Regions from separate parts of the Ovis aries genome. Here region 1 is linked to region 2. Evidence: chromatin contacts called from public Hi-C data. All regions are on one chromosome and are shown on one strand. Each heading gives the region's core, a stretch centred on a gene start, on an enhancer-like site or on the middle of the called end of the contact. The rest is flanking DNA. Distances are from core to core; before and after follow the strand shown.

The links. A called contact is a pair of places that touch in the nucleus more often than the background predicts.
Region 1: a Hi-C map of liver shows a contact between it and region 2, with 4 times the contacts expected there. The contact joins the promoter of LOC101118064 here to the enhancer-like site in region 2. A contact is called at or near these places in 2 of 16 Hi-C or Micro-C datasets (liver and mixed tissues).

Annotation. Positions count from the first base shown.
Region 1 is chr21:37,963,529-37,966,565 of ARS-UI_Ramb_v3.0, forward strand. LOC101118064 (solute carrier family 22 member 10-like) reads right to left here and starts at 1,458. Exons shown (of 8, transcript XM_060404305.1): 1 at 870-1,458. The coding sequence starts at 1,271.
Region 2 is chr21:37,914,070-37,917,038 of ARS-UI_Ramb_v3.0, forward strand. No RefSeq gene overlaps it. Among named protein-coding and RNA genes, the nearest start is that of SLC22A8, 63 kb to the left of the region's middle. Within about 2 kb of position 1,567, at least 1 of the 54 cell types and tissues checked has an H3K27ac peak or open chromatin away from gene starts, as enhancers often do. A contact at or near this core is called in liver, where this site is marked.

The DNA.
Region 1 (3,037 bases), core at 208-2,707, 49 kb after region 2:
CACTTTTTGATTGGGTTGTTTGTTTTTCTGGTATTGAGTGGCATGAACTGCTTGTGTATTTTGGAGATTAATTCTTGTCAGTTGTTTCATTTGCTATTATTTTCTCCCATTCTGAGGGCTGTCTTTTCACCTTGCTTATAGTTTCCTTCTTTGTGCAAAGGCTTTTAAGTTTATTTAAGTCTCATTTGATTATTCCTGGGTTTTTAAAATTACCATATGTAAAATAGATAACCAGTGTGAGTTTGATGTATGACACAGGACATGAAAAGCCAGTGCTCTGTGACAACCTGGTGGGATAGGGTGGGGAGGGAGATAGGAGGGGGCTTCAGAATGGAGGGGACACATGTATACCTATGGCCAATTCATACAGATATATGGCAAAAACCATCACAATATTGTAAAGTAATTATCTTCCAATTAAATAAATTAAAAAGAATAAAGTGCTTGGCAATTAAAAAGATAATCGATCACTACTTACTAAAAGTATGAAAGGAAGCTGGCTGCATTATCTATTCAGTGACTGAAGACTTGAACCCTGTTTAATTTATGTTATTCTAAACAGGATAGGAGCACTCCTTGGTGGCTCAGTTGGTAAAGATTCTGTCTGCAATGAGGGAGCACTGGGTTCGATCCCTGGCTCGGGAATATCCCTTGGCGAAGGTAATGGCAATCCACTCCAGTATTCTTGCCTGGAGAATTCCATGGACAGAGGGATCTGGTGGGCTATAGTCCATGGGGTCACAAAGAGTTGGACACGACTGAATGACTAACTTTTACTTTCAAACAGGATATGACTCAGGACGCGACTGTATGTTCAGGACATGACCGAGCATACACCTACACTTACAAGAAGTAAATGGGGCCTTTACCTCAGTCACGATGGTGGAGGAGAACAAGCTGTGGTCGTACACCCAGCCATCCACACAGGGCTCCGTGTCCAGGTCAGTCATGTTGGGGAAGGTCCCATTCAGGTGAAGGAGCTGCCACTGGGGGTGGAGGAAACGACGACACTTCTCTGGCTTCAGGTTTGAATCCACTGGGATGGAGAGTCTCAGGAGGACATCAGGGCTGAGGATCCCAGTGTCATTATCGGAGACAGTGGCATTATCGAGAATGTGGACCCAGCAGCGATGACCAGGAACGGCTGCAGTGAAGTTCTCCAACAGTGAGTGACAGACTACTACCATGAGAGAAGGGAGAATTAAAGCCATCTGAAGGATCTGGAATTTCCCCAGGCCACCAACTTTATCCAGAAGCTCCTCAAAGGCCATTGTGAATAGATGATATTCAAGAGGAGTCAAAATGACTTTACAGAGAGAAGTTCAAAGGGAGAAAATGTTTTCTTTAATTCACGCTAAGTCTATGTGACCTCATGCCAGTTTCTCATGCCTGGGTCTAACCCACCTCACTACTGTAACAGAGCAATGGAATCAGTTTCCCTAGTCCTTTTGAAAGCATGGGGGTGGTTGCTTTTTAGCAAAGTTATAGAGAAAATTATTTACCAAAGATATCTATCTGATGAACATTAAATCTGTTTAAAGATTTACTTTCTGAATGTGTTTGTCCTTTGTGATTCTGTGAAACTAGCATAGGACTTTGTCATGTACATGACCTCTGAATAACCTTAGAGTAAGCTACACAGTCTTCAGTCATTTCTAAAAAATGGAACTGGAGAGACATAAGGACTATTCTAGGAAAGAGCAGAAAACAAATTTTGTTTTAATTGTTTGTTCTGTAACAACACACTACTTAAGAAAATACAATCCTTTGGTTTTAGTTAAAGTGGCATGTGGTGCAATTTCTAACTGGGTCAAAGTTGGGAAAGGGGAACAACTAGGGTGTATGTTGTCACTCTGCTTATTTAACTGATATGCAGAGTACATCATGTGAAATGCCAGTCTGGATTAATCATGAACTGAAATCATTACTGCTGGGAGAAATATCAATATATCAATACCAGATTTGCAGATGCCACTCTAATGGCAGATAGTGGAGAAGAACTAAAGAGCTTCTTGATGAGGGTAAAAATTCGGTTCGGTTCATTTCAGTCGCTCAGTCCTGTCTGATTCTTTGCGACCCCATGGACTGCAGCATGCCAAGCCCCCTTGTCCATCACCAACTCCCAGAGTTTACTCAGACTCATGCACATTGAGTTGGTGATGCCATCCAGTAGTCTTATCCTCTGTTGTCCCCTTCTCCTCCCAACTTCAATCTTTCCCAGCATCAGGGTCTTTCCAAATGAGTCAGTTCTTCACATCAGGTGACCAAAGTATTGGAGTTTCAGCTTCAGCACCAGTCCTCCTGATGAATATTCAGGACTGATTTCCTTCAGGATGGGCTGGTTGGGTCTCCTTGCAGTCCAAGGGACTCTCAAGAGTCTTCTCCAACACCACAGTTCAAAAGCATCAATTCTTCGGTGCTCAGCTTTCTTCACAGTCCAACTCTCACATCCATACATGACCCCTGGAAAAACCATAGCCTTGACTAGATGGACTTTGTTGGTAAAGTAATGTCTCTGCTTTTTAACATGCTATCTAGGTTGATCATAATTTTTCTTCCAAGGAGTAAGCGTCTTTTAATTCCATGGCTGCAGTCATCATCAGCAGTGATTTTGGAGCCCCCCAAAATAAAGTCAGCCACTATTGCCACTGTTTCCCCATCTATTTGCCATGAAGTGATGGGACTGGATGCCATGATCTTAGTTTTCTGAATGCTGAGCTTTAAGCCAACTTTTTCACTCTCCTCTTTCACTTTCATCAAGAGACTCTTTAGTTCTTCTTCACTTTCTGCCATAAGGGTGGTGTCACCTGCATATCTGAGGTTATTGATATTCCTCCCGGCAGTCTTGATTCCAGGTTGAGCTTCCTCCAGCCCAGAATTTCTCATGATGTTCTCTGCATGTAAGTTAAATAAGCAGGGTGACAATATACGGTTTTGACTTACTCCTTTTCCTATTTGTCTAACTCAATGAAACTATGAGCCATGTCGTGTAGGGCCACCCAAGATGGAGGGGTCATCGTGGAGAGTTCTGACAAAA
Region 2 (2,969 bases), core at 317-2,816:
GATCAAACCCAGGTCTCCCACATTGCAGGCAGATTCTTTACCAGCTGAGCCACCAAGGAAGCCCAAGAATACTGGTGTGGGTAGCCTATCTCTTCTCCAGCAGATCTTTCGGATCCAGGAACTGAACCAGGTTCTCCTGCATTGCAGGTGGATTCCTTACCAACTGAGCTTCCAGGGAAGCCCATGTTGTGGAGTACAGGCTCTAAACCCTAGGGCTTCAGTAGTTGCAGCCTGTGGGCTCCAGAGCACAGGTTCAGCAGTTGGGCACAGACTTGGTTGCCCATCAACATGTGGGATCTTCCAGGACTAGGAGTTGCACCAGTGTCCCCTGCATTGCAAGGCAGATTCTTAACCACTGGACCACCAGGGAAGCCCTCTCATCTACTTTTTGCTATTGATTTTAGACATGTAAATATATTACTGTAATATACTTTCACAGTCTAAAATAGTTGTTTCATACTTTTTTCCCCAGTTCTCAATGTGCATTTAGTGAAAGAGCCCAGATGTAGTATGCTTACTCTATCTTTCCTAGCGTCAGAGCCATCCTCCTCTCCTAAGGAAAGCTCTGTACCACAGCAAACTAGTAATATATATTTCATTTTTGTATATAAGGTGTATATATGGATGCCTTTTAAAAGCTGTTTTCTGTAGATAATTACATTTTTAAAAAGATAAAATAAGGAATAGGACAAAAAGAAAGTGGACAGGAAGCAGAGAAACACATAAAGTTTGATACTAGAAAGAAAAAGCGGATGAAGAGGGAGAAATTATGAAACCAATGGAAGACGGCACTTAACAGAACTCATTGAGTGTGTCTCATAGAACAGCAGATAAGGGACCAACGGCTCACAAACCCCTCTGCTGGTAACCTGCCCTTACTGATTAAACCTACTCAAGCCTGGTGGGCTGCACTCCATGGGGTTGCGACTGATCGACTTCACTTTCACTTTTCACTTTCACACATTGGAGGAGGAAATGGCAAGCCACTCCAGTGTTCTTGCCTGGAGAATCCCAGGGATGGGGGAGCCTGGTGGGCTGCCGTCTATGGGGTCGGACAGAGTCAGACACGACTAATGTGACTTAGCAGCAGCAGCAGCGGCAGCTGATTTTTTTCCCCCTTTCTCTAATTCATATTCTCCAAACTTCATGAACCCTAGGTAATTTATCATCAGATTTCTAACCACCGCTATAGATCATGCTTCTGATGCATGAGTCACTGTAGTAATGGGAGCTTAAGTTGTTTTCCAAAAGTTTGGAGTCAACGCTTGCCCAATACACCTGGCTAAAACTAATTGAGTCCACTAACCCTAAACCTGGGCCTTCAGAGAAATGAATGACCTCACCTCACCTCCAATCCCCTTTCCAAATGCCTGTGACCACTCTGCCTCTTCATATCATAAATATCTTGAGCCTTTGGCCTTTGGGGATGCAGTTCTGAGATCTGTTCTCCTGTGTCCTCAGTTGGCTGCCTCATGAAAAAAATCTTTCTCTGTTGCAAACCTCAGTGCTCACCTTGCTGTGATAACAAGCAAACAAGCCTGGTTTGTTTACAGACTTGGTCAACAAGCTAGGAGATAAGTCCAGATTTGCCTGTGGTTCCTTAACCCCTTGCCAGTATTGACAGACTGTTAGTGAGTCCAAACGGCTGCCTGATATGCAGTCTCCTGGACTTTCTGAGACCTCCCAAAAGATCAGTGTTTCCAAGTATCTTAGGCATACCTCAAAGAAATTTTCAGGAGTAGAAAAATATTTAGCACCCAAGAAGCTGAAAGTCACAATGCTTGGCTTCTGTCAAAAATTACCAAGTAAATAAAGAAAATGGGATCTATGATGAGGAGAGAAACTATTCATAAAGACATAAACTAAATAGTCTATATCTATTCCCAGTGGCTCAGTGCTAAAGAATTCTGCCTGCCAATGCAGGAGACACAAGAGAATTATTTTGAGTGCATGAATCTCAAAATCTCTCCATCAGAGGTATCAAAATTCTTTATACGAAGCCAGAGTTAGAAGTGAGATATCAAGAAGGGGCCTCCATTCTTCTGCTCAAAAAGATTACTAGGTCTTCTGAAGACCATCCCTTGTTCTGTCCACTTTGCAGATCTGAAAGATCCCTTAGAGAAGGAAATGGCAACCGGCTCCAGTATTCTTGCCTGGAAAATTCTGTGGACAGAGGAGCCTGGCAGGCTATAGTCCATGGGGTCTCAAAGAGTTGGACTTGACTGAGTGACTAAGCACACACACACGGCATAAAAATTTTTAAATTTATAGTTAAACGTTCTCCCACAAAGGAAACTACAAGTATCTTCACTGAAAATTTCCACCAAATACTTAAGGAAGACATAATTCTAATTTCACATTCTCTTTCAGGAATAGAGGAGGAGAAAATGTTTCTTAACGTTCTATGTGGGTAACATTACTGGGATATCAATGCAGATGAAGATAAACTGAGAAGTAATCTAGAGAACAGTAACTCATCAACATAGATTCAAACCTTCTCACTAAAATTTTTAGCAAATCAAATAAAACAATGTGTTAAAAGAGGTTACTATATCTTGAACGTGTAGGCTTACCACAGCGGCAAATCAGTTTATCACTGTAAAATATATCAATGTAATTCATCATTTCAACAGAGTAAACAAGAAAAACTATCCGTTAATCTCAATATATTAGACAAAATCTATTGGGAGAAACAAAGAATCGTAGAACTGCAAAGTGGACAGAACAAAGGATGGTCTTCAGAAGACCTAGTAATCTTTTTGAGCAGAAGAATGGAGGCCCCTTCTTTGATATCTCACCTCTAACTCTGGCTTTGTATAAAGAATTTTGATACCTCAGATGGAGAGATTTTGAGATTTATGCATTCAAAATAATTCTGGAATCCTGCCAACGTAGAGAGACTTGAGCTTCTATGTTAAAATCACAGACTTGTAGAAAATCATAATGTGACACCTTAACTGCATTTGTGA